Regions from separate parts of the Sus scrofa genome. Here region 1 is linked to region 2. The links are chromatin contacts, called in public promoter capture Hi-C maps. All regions are on one chromosome and are shown on one strand. The core of a region is the stretch at or near the end of the contact, and the rest is flanking DNA. Distances in the headings are between cores, read along the strand shown.

Region 1 (4,049 bases), core at 1,168-3,667, 360 kb after region 2:
AATCCTTTGGGAAGGTGATAAACTTAAATGTTTTCCTGAGCTCTGTGAGCTCCCCTAGCAAATTAATTGAACCTGGGAAGGTCAGTCGTGGAAATCTCCAATTTGTAGCCAAATTGGATAGAAGTTGTCAGTAATCTGAAGACCTACTAGTGATTGGCATCTGAAGTGGATGGGAGCAGTTTGTTGGAACTGAGCCCTTGATCTGTGGAATCTGACATTAGTATCAAACTTAGTTAAATTCTGGGACATCGAGCTGGTGTCACTTGTTGTGGGGGAAAACCTCCACACATTTGGTGACTGGAAGTGTCAGAAGTGAAGTTACATGAGTAAAGGAGACATATATAGAAAGAAAATTGTGGGGTTTTCCTTATAGTTATGTCAAGGAAGATTTCCCATATCATTGAATAATCTTCAAAATAGAATTTTAAGTTGATGTATAATACTCCAGATGTATACTAATTCATGTAACAACCTCCTATTTTTGGACTTTTAAACTGCTTCAATTCTTTATTGTCATAAGTAACCCTATAAAACAAAATTCCTCGAACTAAGTTTTCATGAATATCCCTAATTTTATGCTTATGTTAAATTCTAAAAAGGACAATTTCCAGGTCATTGATACACATTTATTTAAGGTGCTTTATGCATATTGCTAAACTGAACTCTTTTAATAACTTACACCCTTATCATGTGTATATGTTATGACCACAGGAATGGCTATTTAAAAGCTGAAGGTATAAAAATATCTTACAAGTAAATTCTCTGCATTTTAAACCCAGATGGTCTGAAAAGTAATTTTTCAGTGATTTTCTCTCATGTTATTTTGTATATTTGAAAATAGTAGAGCAATGATTTTGCCACATAAACAGTTATTGTTCAGTTGCCAATTCCACTAACTTGGTTTGTATAAGAAAAGGAAAAATTATCATGGAAACAAAATTATCTATTGGAGTTCCTATTTAATGTAAAAATATTTGGCATGTGTACAACAAATTTGAGTGTATTCTCAACTTTCTTAAACCAATGCCTTTTTCAAAAGTTAGTTCCATGTGTTTTCATTAAAAAGACAGTTTGAAGAGTAGTTTGAATAATGATGACCAAATAAAACACAAAGCTAAGAACTAGTAGTATTCAGTGGGAACTTAATACTAAATAAAGCTAAAAGCTTGCACCTATCGTGAGCCTTCACAAGGTGAAAGGAAGGACTGGGGCAAAAAGGAAAAAGGATAGGATAACTTAAGAAAAACAGTGAATTTTTAAAAAGGTAATGGCTAGCAAAGAACCCTGTGACTTGAGCCCATGAGGACGTTAGCCCATCTCTCTATCACTATAACTCCCAGTAATTCTGGTCATTGCACTTGACCAAGGACTTCAATTTTTAAGGCATTCAGTTTCAGCTGTTGCATTTTACTGAATGTCGCTGTTTGCAGTGTATCTTTGCTGAATAATTTAGGGAATAATTTGTAGGAGGAGGAAGGGGCACAGAGAGAGAGCGATAGATAGAAAGGAGGAAATATATCTTTCCTCATTTTTAAAATTGCCCACCGAATAATAAATGGTAAAGCAGACCTCACAGAGTCATTTAGCACAATCCTTCTTCACCTAAAGCTAAAGAAATAGAGGTAGGTAACAGACAGACAACGGCAGAGCCAGGAAAATAACGAGTTTCGTACTCTTCCCATTGCACTGTGTTGACTCACTCCGTGTCTCTCTCTCTCTCACTCTCGTATATTTTTAGTCCTAAAACTGAGGATCTTTTGTAGTCAAAGAGAACAATGCTGCTGTCAACACCAGTCCTGATCTCTCAGATTTTTCTTGGTAACTTAGCGTATATGCTATAAAATAAAAATACTGTAATTTAGACAACAGTTTGGTAGCCAATGCATCGTGTTCACACCCATTATCTCATTTGATCCCTGCAAAAACCCTTTGAGGCAAGGCAAGGGAGGTATTATTGGCCTCATTTTAAGAACCAGCATTAAAACCCATAGACATTCAATGACTGGCCTAAAATCACTTAGAGTCAGGAAGGGGAAGGAATTCTAATGCTATCCCTACATTTGCTGTAAAATATGGAGTTTCCTCAATAAACACTAATCTGGTCTTTACCCTCTTGCGGAGAGATTCTTCGTACAGGGTACCGCGCACGAGTTCAGTGAGGTCTAGATCTAACCACTCACTGAGGATAATGCTATTTTGATCTTGTTCTCACCTTTAAAAGCGCAGTTTCTTATCACTTCCCTTGGTTTTGATCCTTATTTAAATTCCTATTTTTTTCTGTGGATATGGCCTCCTGGGTCTCACTCCAAAACTCCACCCTCTCCAAAGAAATCGCGTCCTCGGTATCCAAGGAAACCATACAGACTTGCCCATCTTGCGCCTTCTACGCTTTCCATTGGCCAGTTGGATTCTTATGTGGATTTCCCCTCCCCCCCGCCCCCAGTCCCTCCAATGGCTAATGGGCTTGATAGAAAGGGCGCATGCCTTCCCAGTCCTATCTAACACCAGCTCTTACTACGCGCACAGCTCTGCGCATTGCCTCCTGGGACATGTAGTTTATAAGTTGCAGGAGCCCTCCGACGGCTGTCCTCCATTAGAACTACCTATCCCATTGGCCTTTGCGAAAGGGGAGGAGTAGGCGAGGAGTCCCTGGTCACTGTGATACTTAGAACTTTCAAATTACAATTTGCCGCCAAGGCGTGTGCAGCTGAGGTTTAAGTTGCTGAGGGAAGTGGGCGGCCTTGCCCTTGCGTCAGCAGACCCTCTCTAAAGTCTACTTTCTGACTTGAGCAGGCACAGTGGCCGGGTCCACTGGCTACGGAGAGACTGGCCTGTGACAGGTGATCCTAGGGAGCGTGAGTGGGGCGCGCCATGTTCACCCTCCGCTGGGGATGGGGGCTGGGCTGCCTCCGGCTCTGTCAGCTGCGAGCATGGGCCCCCGAGGCCTCAGTGCCCTGGGCATGTGGGGCTTGTCAAGCCCGGATGTACGGCTCAGGTGGGTCCAAGCCCGAGGTCTCTCCGTCTGGCCCCGCGCGCCCGAGTCTGAAAGAGTGGGCGCTGATGGTGAGCCCTTTCGGTCGGCTGCGGGCACGGCTTCCATGCCACCTGGCCGTGAAGCCCCTGGACCCCATCTCCCACCCGGACAACAACCACGTGCTGGTGGCGGTGAGTGGAGTGGAGGGCGCGGCGCAGGCCGTGGCCGGCCTGCAGGTGACATACGACGAGGCGCAGAAGGAGGTGATCATCGTGTCCGACGTCATCGATCCCCAGGCGTCTGTGGAAGTGAGCGCGCCCCTGATGTTTGGCAAGTGAAGTTAAAACCGGTTTGGGTCCCAGGGCACACGTAGCGCTATCTTGAATTAGGCCGACGTGCAGTTTTAATTGGTTTTTTGGATATGACTTTCCAACGTAATTTACAATTTTCCCCTTCGGAAGGGAAGATGCCCTTTTTTTTTTTTTTTCTATTTTGGGAATTAGGTACTCAATTACAGCAATTTTATAAATTGAATGGAAAGATGAATATATAAGTAACATTTGTGGAAGCCCTTATATTCTCCTTTGGCACTTTGTATCTATTTCTGTCACTGCACTTTGTCAATAATGAAGTTTTTTTTCAGGGTTAGATTATCTTGATAATCTATTCTCTGGCAAGCAGTCCACCTGCATTTCCCCTTGCTCACCGTCTGGGGTCTCTGTCTCAGAACAGCCTTGTCTGTATGTTCCATTTAACCCAGACCGAGTGTTTGGTTTCTAACAGGCACTCAGCTTCTTATTGAAAACGTCACCGTTCACTTTGGCCTAAATAAATTTTCTGTTAGTAACAGGCTTTGAAGAAAGAACACATAGTAAGACTGCCTGGGAAACTTGTGTATAGTATGCAGCACTTTTCTAGGAAAATATTCCCAGGCTTACTGCCTTCCTGGAACTGAAGGAAGATTTTGACCATGATCATAATAGCAGCTAACACTTAAGAGAATCTCTTTTAATCCTTACAGTTGCACTATATTTTAGCTGCTGTTATTGTCACAGTTTCAGATAAGTGAATTGAA
Region 2 (3,708 bases), core at 599-3,098:
TACTAAAAGCCATTTCACCTGCACCTTGTAAACAATTAAACTGTACTTTGAAACAAAAAACAAGTCAACGTTTGCTGCTCAGTCCTTTTTATAGACATAAACTATGTATCCTTTTTACGATCCACAATTTCAGACTTAAGTGATTATTCTTCGTGTATCTAGCCCCGGAGCAAAATTTTCCCTAGCGTATTTCCCATTCCCAAACTCCGCCAAGTCTAAGGAGCAACCACTTCCCAAAGTCCCACTTCCTTTTCCATTCCCCAGACCTCCAGGGTTTCCAACGCCCCAGTCTTGCGCAACATCCGCAGGAGCAGCAGCCGCAACCACCGCCTCCTAAACCGAGAAACAACCCTAAAGGGAACATTGTCCAGCAGAAAAATAAAGGGGGGGGGGTAATGGAGGAAGTCGACTTCTGGTCCCACGCCTTCGGTTCTGACCCCATCACAGTGATGACCCAAGAGCAATTTCACGCACAAGACTTTTAACCTCGTCTCCAGCCCGCCAGCACAAGCAGAGGGCGGAAGCGGTGGGAAGGGGGGTTAGGATGGGGGTAGGCCTCGGAGGTTATCTCCCAGTTCAGGGCTTCGGCCCTTACCGTCGCCTCCGCCCCACCAGGACTATTGTTCCCAAGTTCCCCACCCCCACCCCGGATAGGAAGTGATAGTCACATCCCCTCCGCCTTCAGCAATATCCCCTAGGGAGTCTGAAGTAGGCTTCAGGATAACCACCCCCGCCTCTACACATACACTTTACCCCCTCGACCTCAAGTCACGCTGACCCCAACACCATCTCAAACCAGGGTCTCAAGCGACGAGACGGGTAAAAAGAAATTGAGTAAACCAAGAGATTTCTTTCGAGCAATCCTTTCCCATGCGTTGGAGATAATAATTGCCAGTCCAGAAACGGCAAAAGTCCTACCTTGCCCACTTCTGAGCCCAGCTTGAGCAAAGGGACCCCGTGAGTTAATTGCAATCTTAATAGCCACGTTCTGCCGTCAGCCAAGATCGCTCTCCTCCCTGCCTCGACCCTCCCAGCAGGGGCGGTCTGGACGGGGAGGTGAGGAAAGACTAGCCCCCCGGCCTGCACCTCATTCGCCTCGGGCTCCCGGCCCGAGAAACAATAGGTGGTCGCGGGCGGCGGTGCTGAGTGCGGGCTCGGCCGGCCGCCTCTCCCTTCGCGTCCCAGACGCCGGCGGAAAGGGACGCGATCGCGGGAAGAGAGGAAAGGAGGCCGAGGGGCGGAGGCGACCTCACCTCCCGCTGGCCTCCGAGACCACCCGGCCTTTGGAGCTGGTGCGCGCCGCCTCCGCCCCTCTCCTTACAGCCGCACACAAAGCACTGGCGGCCCGGGCCGGCTGGGCAAGGCGGCAGTGGGCTCCGGTGCCGGCGAAAGGAGGCGACAGCGAGGGGAGGGACTCACCATGAAGTCCCGGGCGAAGTTGTCCTCCCCATTGTGATCCGGACTCTTCATGGCCTGGACCCTCTGGATGAATTTCCTCAGGATCTCCACTTGCTCCATCCTCCCGCGTCCCCCCGGCTGCGGTCGCCGGCCCCCCCGCCGCCCGCCCGCCCGGCGCAGAGCCCGCTCAGTCTTCCCCAGCTCGCTCCCCCAGCCCGTCCCCTCCCTCCCGACCCCCGCCGCTCCCTACTCCTCCTCTTTGCCCGAGGCAGCGGCAGCGGCAGCGGCAGCGGCGGCCGGCTCCTGATCCTACAACTTGCAGGAGCAGCCGCCGCTCTCCCACAGTACGAGGCGAGCCGCTGCGGCTAGCGCCAACCCCAACCCCCTGCGTGCCCCATCCTCCTTCCCCGCCCTCCTCCAGCTCCGTCGGAGACGCCGCCACCGCCTTAGGAACACGGCTCTCCGATCGCCCTGCCCCCCCCACCCCTTCCCGGTTCCTCCTTCCCTCCCTCCCCACAAGCAGCAGCAGCCGCAGCCGCCTCTCCCCACGGGCGCGCCCCCGCCGCCACCCAGACGCGCGGCCCCGTGCCGCGGCTCCGCCCCTGGCGCGACGCCGCGCCTAGCCGCCCCCGCAGTCCACGCCCCGGAGCCCGCCCCGCGGGCTCTGGCCGGGCTAGGAGTGGCTGGAAGAAGCTTCGGCAGTCGGCTGGGAGACTTGACTCCACTTCCGGGGCGTGGTCCCACCCCGGCAGCTAGTAGGTCTGAGGAGCGCTAGAATGAGGGTGTTAGGCTAAATGGCAAGCCCTAGTCAGTTGGAGTAGGACTTGAGTTGGAAATTACGGTCTCACTGCTTACTAGTGCGAAAAGCACATTTCTAGAGTGCTTCGCCGTCGCCGCCAGCCTTGAGTTGGGACTACAAGTCCGGGTTCTCAGGAGTCCAGGAATGGGGGCGGGAGAGGGCGTTGTGGGAAGAGTGGCATGCTGGGAACTGTAGTAGCGTTGACTCCACGTTCGCTGCAGGTACGTCTTCATCTTAAGGTTGACTGCAGTTAGACGTTGGCACTTTGGGTAATGACCAAGGCCAAGAGAAGCGAAATGCTTCTTCAGTGACAGGACTTAACCCTTTTGCAGTTGTGTTTAAACCCTGCCGAGTGAGCGCCTGAAGTGCGGGGTGCGTCCTAATACATACCACGCATGTGATAGGCACTCAGTGTTTGCTGAATTGAAAGGATTTTTTCTTGCCTTTATATTCGCAGCACCTCGGAACTGAATAATAGGCTTTTCTTCGTAGAATGCATCGTCGTGAATTTTCTAGTAATCCGAGATTATCCACCCTAAAGAAAGTGAATTTCCCAAGGTCTGCCCGCATACTCTTAGCAGAGCCCAAACTAGAACTCAAATCCTTTTTCCTTCCCTACAACACCATATTGCCTCTGACTCTAAGGAGCATTAAGCTTGTGATAATGTGACAGAAGTGAAGTATTTGATTCATGGACTTCCTTTGGTCACTTAGGCCCACAAACAATGTTTTTTACAGGTCGATTGGTCAGGCAATCTGGATAAAAATAGAACATATCAGTGGTAGGTCCCTTTTTCCAGATGAATGTTTAGAAGCATCGTGGAATTTAATGATACTCCTTGACGAAAACAAGTATGAGTAACAAGATCCAACTTCTTATTTGTTTTAAAGAAGAATATTTCTCTCTGAAAGAATACAACTGATATCCACTTTTCTTCTTAGAAATAACCACTTCCAGATGTGTCCTTCCAAATGTCTTCCTATGCATTTATATACAGGTATGTGCATATAAAACGATACAGTTTTGTCCTGTATTATAAAAATTAACTTAGAGAAATAGTTTGATTTCTAAGGCAAGCTTTATTTGAAACTAGGGGCCTGGAATATTTTACTTTGTTCAGATTACTGAGACTGGATTTGAGATAAGTTTCACTGGATATGAGATAAGATCAAGAGCTGGGTTTGATCTGCTACCAATATAGCACACCATAGGGTACCCTATTCCTCCAGAACTAGGAGAGAAATTAGCCTCTAGGCAAAGAATTGGGCAGATGATCAAGATTACCTCTACTTTGATTTGTCAAAAAGAATGCACCAATTAGGTGATGATTGTTAAAGGCTAAATGCTGGACAAGCTATAAAACAGCCTAGTGACAGTCAGGTGGGAAGTGTTATTTGTTGGAATTATTGAGTCCTATTTTGGCTAGTGTTTTTGAGTCTTTTTTTTTTTTTTTTTTTTTTTTTTGTCTTTTTGCTAATTTCTTTGGGCCGCTCCCGCGGCATATGGAGGT

The links. Promoter capture Hi-C pulls out the DNA fragments that hold promoters and counts their contacts.
Region 1: a promoter capture Hi-C map of liver shows a contact between it and region 2, with 6 times the contacts expected there. The contact joins the promoter of CCDC146 here to the promoter of PTPN12 in region 2. A contact is called at or near these places in 1 of 5 promoter capture datasets (liver), 2 of 47 Hi-C or Micro-C datasets (heart right ventricle and skeletal muscle) and 2 of 2 datasets of contacts at active chromatin or transcription factors (alveolar macrophages and skeletal muscle).

The regions. Positions count from the first base shown.
Region 1 is chr9:102,917,341-102,921,389 of Sscrofa11.1, forward strand. CCDC146 (coiled-coil domain-containing protein 146) reads right to left here and starts at 2,418. Exons shown (of 20, transcript XM_021102558.1): 1 at 2,213-2,418. It overlaps FAM185A (protein FAM185A), which reads left to right and starts at 2,606. Exons shown (of 10, transcript XR_002347078.1): 1 at 2,606-3,304.
Region 2 is chr9:102,562,121-102,565,828 of Sscrofa11.1, forward strand. It overlaps PTPN12 (tyrosine-protein phosphatase non-receptor type 12), which reads right to left and starts at 1,849. Exons shown (of 16, transcript XM_021102557.1): 1 at 1,420-1,849. The coding sequence starts at 1,518. LOC102167907 (a long non-coding RNA gene) reads left to right here and starts at 2,056. Exons shown (of 3, transcript XR_001299008.2): 1 at 2,056-2,418; 2 at 3,140-3,195.